Regions from separate parts of the Mus musculus genome. Here region 1 is linked to region 2. Evidence: chromatin contacts called from public HiChIP or PLAC-seq data. All regions are on one chromosome and are shown on one strand. The core of a region is the stretch at or near the end of the contact, and the rest is flanking DNA. Distances in the headings are between cores, read along the strand shown. Region 1 has its middle 60 kb from the start of 4930449C09Rik. Region 2 has its middle 9.8 kb from the start of Gm22521.

What was found. HiChIP or PLAC-seq counts read pairs in DNA pulled down with a chosen protein or histone mark.
Region 1: a BATF HiChIP or PLAC-seq map of CD8 T cells shows a contact between it and region 2, with 9 read pairs. The contact joins two enhancer-like sites. A contact is called at or near these places in 3 of 39 promoter capture datasets (3T3-L1-derived adipocytes, HPC-7-derived erythroid cells and liver), 4 of 15 datasets of contacts at CTCF or cohesin (CD8 T cells, the NIH/3T3 cell line, large pre-B cells and 1 more), 30 of 484 Hi-C or Micro-C datasets (the 63-12 cell line, the AML12 cell line, B cells and 18 more) and 10 of 115 datasets of contacts at active chromatin or transcription factors (the 230-238 cell line, CD8 T cells, T-cell acute lymphoblastic leukemia and 7 more).

The regions. Positions count from the first base shown.
Region 1 is chr15:63,656,913-63,659,612 of GRCm38.p6, reverse strand. No RefSeq gene overlaps it. Among named protein-coding and RNA genes, the nearest start is that of 4930449C09Rik, 60 kb to the left of the region's middle. Within about 2 kb of position 1,417, at least 58 of the 459 cell types and tissues checked have an H3K27ac peak or open chromatin away from gene starts, as enhancers often do. A contact at or near this core is called in CD8 T cells, where this site is marked.
Region 2 is chr15:62,801,614-62,804,313 of GRCm38.p6, reverse strand. No RefSeq gene overlaps it. Among named protein-coding and RNA genes, the nearest start is that of Gm22521, 9.8 kb to the right of the region's middle. Within about 2 kb of position 1,348, at least 12 of the 459 cell types and tissues checked have an H3K27ac peak or open chromatin away from gene starts, as enhancers often do. A contact at or near this core is called in CD8 T cells, where this site is marked.

The sequences.
Region 1 (2,700 bases), core at 168-2,667, 860 kb before region 2:
CTGTCAGGGCTGAGTGAGCTGGAGCAGCTGTAGGCTTCAATGGCTGGTACCTTGGGAGGTAGGCAGGAGGCAGATAGGAGGCAGCTGAGATTTACAGCATGTCCTGTGGTTTCAGGTGGTTGCTTGGGGTTGGGCTTTGGGATGGGCAAGATGGAGTAAATAGTCATGAACTCCAGGGGGCAGGGTGGTCAATGATGCTGATGCTTTGGCCGAAGGAATTTGATTGGTGGGACTCAAGCTCCCAAGAACCCAGCATGGTGTCTGCTTCCCACAGGGTTCTGGGTGGATTCACACAGCCTACTTGGGTATGGGGAACTCGGAGTTAGATCTTTGTCCACTGGAATCTCATTGCCAAATGCTTTAGGTGTCTCCGATCCCAGTGTGGCCCACATTCTTTGCTTCCGAGTAACTACAGAGCTCATTTGGACTATGTTAGGCCTTTTGGTGGGTTGGATGCTTACAGTAGAAGCAGCCTTATCCACTTTGCCTGGTGAATTTGCCTTTCTAAACCTAGCTCAGCTGCCGTCTACTCCAGAAGGTTCAAATTCCCAGTTCCCTGCTCTCCAGGCAACTTTGAAGACTCCTTTGCAGACTCATGCTTTGCAATCAGTAAATAATCTCTGTCCATCGTTTCTCTACTCCCACCCTAGGCACTGAGCTCTGTATACCCAGCACTGAGAAAACTCACAATCCAGGAAGAAACACAGAGGGACTTTTAAGAAGAGGAACAGTTTTGAGCAGAGGGGTTAAAATAATAGACCGGGAACATGGCTGGCGCCAGCCTTTTTAGCTTTCTTGATATATTTACCCCCTTTCTAGAAGCAACTACCTAATAACTCATTGTCCACAATAAGATAGCAATATGACAAGGCCAGCCCTATCTGATTGCTAGAAAATTTCAATTTCTGAGCGAATCGCCTCTGTATTCTCACACTACATACAGGCTAAACCAAACACTTACTTCCTCATTAATCTCTCTATCAGGGGGCTATGTCTCCTCCTTCACTTCACCTCACTCTCCTGGATCCCATCACCTGTTTTGGGTGTGAAAACCGTGATGTTTGGCGCGGGGCCTAAACTCTCGGTTAACCTCGTGTCAAATCACATGGTTTCAGACAACCCAGAGGTCGTTTGAAATTACAGTTGGAATGCATGGAAAATGAGTGACAGGAACAACTGAGAACCCTCCCCCCACAGTCTTCAACTACTCCCCACCCCTGCCCCCCTTTAAAAGCCGCTGCCGCCTCCTCAGAACAAAATTGGCTAGCTAGATATTCAGAAACCTGAGCTTTGCACAAGAGTGAGGTGTTGATTTGGACCATTCGGGGATGACAGCTGCTCTAAAGGAGTGGGGTGGGCCTGGAGGCCCCCAAGGCGATTTCTACAGTCTCCAGAGAGCTGCTGTTGGAGGGTCCTTGGGGGCTTACCCCCTTCTGTTTTGCACAATCTATCTTTAGAGAACTGCAAGTTCATTTCTCAGAAGGGCCTCAGGGCTGCGATGACTTCTAAACGGACAAACCACTTCCTGCAATCTTTAACTGAATTGAGGCTGGGGTGGGGGTGGGCTCGGGTGTGACCATTGGAGGGCGGCCTCCATTCACACTTGTCCAACCCTCTTGTCTTTCCACAAACCACTTCTGGCTAGGTCCCAAGAGAGATGGAGCCAAAAGTGGTCCTTGGAGTGGACCACATGTGAGGTCACAGGTTATTCAAGCTTATGTCCAGGGGTTAACTATCCAGAGGGACCGGAGAAGGGGCAGGGCCCTGACAGGAAAGCCTCATGCCACCTAGATACTCTAGATGCAATGAAAGGCAACATGGGCTAGTCGTCTTCTGCTCCTGTGGACACCTCCTTCTTGCAGCATGGTGTCAGGAAGCCGTTTCAGGAATTAGCACAAAGCCATGGCTTTCCATCTCCTTGTGGAATGGATACCAGGTATCATGATGAAGAGTCCCCAGAGGAACCTTATGAAGTTGACTCTGCCGAAAGACAGAGGCTAACTGGGCTTACTCAGATCTTGTTTCTAACACTTTGTCACTTCAAGAATGTGGTGGCTGGGTGTCATGTCTCTGGGCCCCAATAACTGATTGACATCAGTCACCATCCTAGAAGTTAGATACGGAGGCTTTAAAAGATGATGGTCCTGTGAGTCCCATTGCAGGGCTGGGCTGGATCAGATGCCAGGTCTTAGTGCTGCACCTGCCCTATCTAGGTCAGTGGTAGTAGTACTACCCCCACTAGAGCTGACCACCAAACAAGATGTTTTTGCCTTTCACCTATGTGGCTCTATCTCACACGGTTCTGGCTGCCTGTTCCTCCAGGATATGCAGTTAAATGTGAGGAACAACAATATGAACTAACCAGTACCCCCGGAGCTCTTGTCTCTAGCTGCATACGTAGCAGAAGATGGCCTAGTCGGCCATCATTGGGAAGAGAGACCCCTTGGTCTTGCAAAATTTATATGCCCCAGCACAGGGGCCAAGAAGTGGGAGTGGGTGGGTAAGGGAGTGGGAGGAAGGGTATGGGGGACTTTTGGGATAGCATATGAAATGTAAATGAAGAAAATACCTAATTAAAAAGATTTGGAAATGATAAAAAAAGGAAAAAATAATCACATGTATAATATAACAAACACATCTGTCTTGATGCTGCATGGGACATGCTTTTGCTGTGAAATTATTTTGGCTTATTTTAGATTC
Region 2 (2,700 bases), core at 99-2,598:
CACTTTCTAAGGACCCTTGTCAGCTGGATGAACTACCATAGGAAAAAGAGTAAAGCACAGAAGACTCATCTATACTCCTACAGAGGGACATGAAAACACTCTGCCATTCGGTGGTATTTCTGTCTAGTAGTCTCAGTCTGGAAATCTGCTCTCTAAAGAAATTTCAAAAGTAGTTTCTCTTGAAAAGTAATTAGGGAGCCAGATTTTTTAATGCTTTCCATTTATTTGTAGAAAGAGAGTGTTTTTTTAGTTTACTTACTTATTATTATTTTTCAAACGTGCTCATTCCCAGTTTCCTCTCTGTAAACATCTCATTCCATCTTCACTTTCCTTTGCCTCTAATAGGGTACTCTCCCACCCACCTACCCAATCCTGCCTCACCTCTTTAGCACCCTCCTTCGATGGTACAACAGGCCTCCAGAAGACCAAGCATCTCTGCTCCTGTTGATGCCAGATAAGGCAATCCTCTCCTACATATGTAGTGGGAGCCATGGACTTACCCATGTATACTCTTTGCTTGGCTTGGTCCCTGGAGAGACCAGTTAGTTGATACTGTTTTTTTCCCCCTATAGGGTTGCAGTCCCCTTCAGCTCCTTCAGTCCTTCCATAACTTTATTTCTTATACAGTATGTCTGAAATATTTCTTCCATTTGAGGTATTGATTAACTACTTTTCAACATGAAAAAAAAAAACCTTAAATTCCTTAGATGTCAATCTTCTAAAGGTAACTTAAACATCACAGGCGGGGAGAGTTAGTATATTACTGAAGGCAATGCACTGAAGTTGGGGCTCAAGATACCCAACAGAAATGACTGTTCTGTTCCTAGCATCGCTTCGGTTCTATATTTTCGTCAGCTTCTGTACCAGTTTCCTATCAGATTCTTTTGTTTTTGATGAAAGCCAGCTTTGAAATTTTGCCATCCCAAATTACTTGGATACTTAACTGATTACTGAGAGGCAGTCAAATGGAAGTTGGTAATCTGTGCCAAATTACGAAGACAGTGATCAGAACTAGGGACACTCTCAGAACAAGGATGCTCCAAAGATCCAAAGAGCCGAGTTACCTTTTCTAGAGCTAAGGGTTTGGATTGATCATTTTCAAATGACTGAAGAAATGCTTTGTTTAAAAAGAAAAAAAAAAAACAGTAAATTGAGCATAAAGGTAGAATTTAGGTGTCCTTGTGAAACAAGAGAGACACCTGCTTTGGGAAAAACTGGAGAAAGAACCTCAAAGTCATAGGGAGGTTTAGAGCAAATGCTGTTTGGCATAGAATGGATGTGGTGAGTACCAACAGGCATGCTCCTACCTGTGGAATACAGACTGCTTGGCCACTTGGTGGAGGTGTTGGAGAAGGTATTATGTATCACCATAGAGTTGAGCTCTGTGACCTGACAGTGCCTTTGAACTCTGAAATATTATAAGCCTACAAATTTAAATCTAGTCTATTCTGGCTGAGGAGCTTTGCAGGGTAAGGTGGAACTTTCAGTAAAAGAAAAACAAAATCCAAAGAAATGGTCTTTAATACCAAAAGACTAGAATCACTGAATGTTGTAGCTAACACAGAACTTACCAGAGGTCTCCTCAACTGCCCCTCACTCTAAAAATGCTCATGCACAGGCCTTGAGAGTTTAAATGACCTAAGCAAACTGACATCATGTGGGAGTTCAGATTTCAAATGAGAGTTGAGATAAATATACATATGTTCCACAGAACTCTTCCAGGAAACTCTATTTTAAGAGAGCTGTAATAATCCACTCTTCCAATATTTTGTTTACATATAAAGCACACTTGGCTCTTTTTGTTCAATTTGTCAATGATTCATGATAATCAAAGGGTTGAAAAGCTCATTGGAAATTGTCTTTACGTCCAATGATACCTTTACGTTTCTGAGAAAAGTTTAGGAGCTTGTGCAAGCTTGTTTTTTCTCCTTCTGTAACAAGACAGTCTAAGAAAAACAAACTTAGTGGGTGGGTGAAAATATTTGTTTGATTTATACTTCCAGGGTATAGTCCATAATTGAGTAAAGTCAGGGTAGAAACTGAAGCCATAGAGGAGTACTACTTACTGGTTAAGTCTCTGGCTTCCTCATCTGCCTAAGGATAGTGCCATTCACTGTACTGGATTTTCTCATTCTGATTATTAACCAAGACAATCTGTCACAGATAAAACAACAGACTCACTCACCTGATGCAAGGAAATTCTTCAGTTTCAGCGTTTCAAGGTGAATTTAAGTGCTATTAATAAAAATAATAAACAATAAACTAAACAGGACAGGAGTGGATCAGTAAATTAGCAAGATTTTTAGAATGGCTCCAGACAATCATTCCTAAATTTGCCTGGAAAGACAATTTGTAGGGTCCTTAGGGGGGATTGAAATGAGCTTGAAGAATCTGATTACAGGTAACAGTCATCCTCTCTTGGCATACAGCCAACCTAAAAGCCTTTGAATAACTTCCCATACTCACAATGGGGTAGAGGATGGAGGCTGTACCAGCGATTTCTCATTGTGAGAGCTTTGAGAAAAGTTCCTACCACAAGCACCTTTGTGGATTTGTAAAACAGCCAAAAGCAATCCAAATAACCGTGATGGGATAATCCTGGAAATATCTTTAAAACACCAACTTTGAAATAAATTGAGAAGATTACACAGAGTCCTAAAAGTCTCCACACTAGAGGGAAATGGTCAGTCTGTTCTGGGT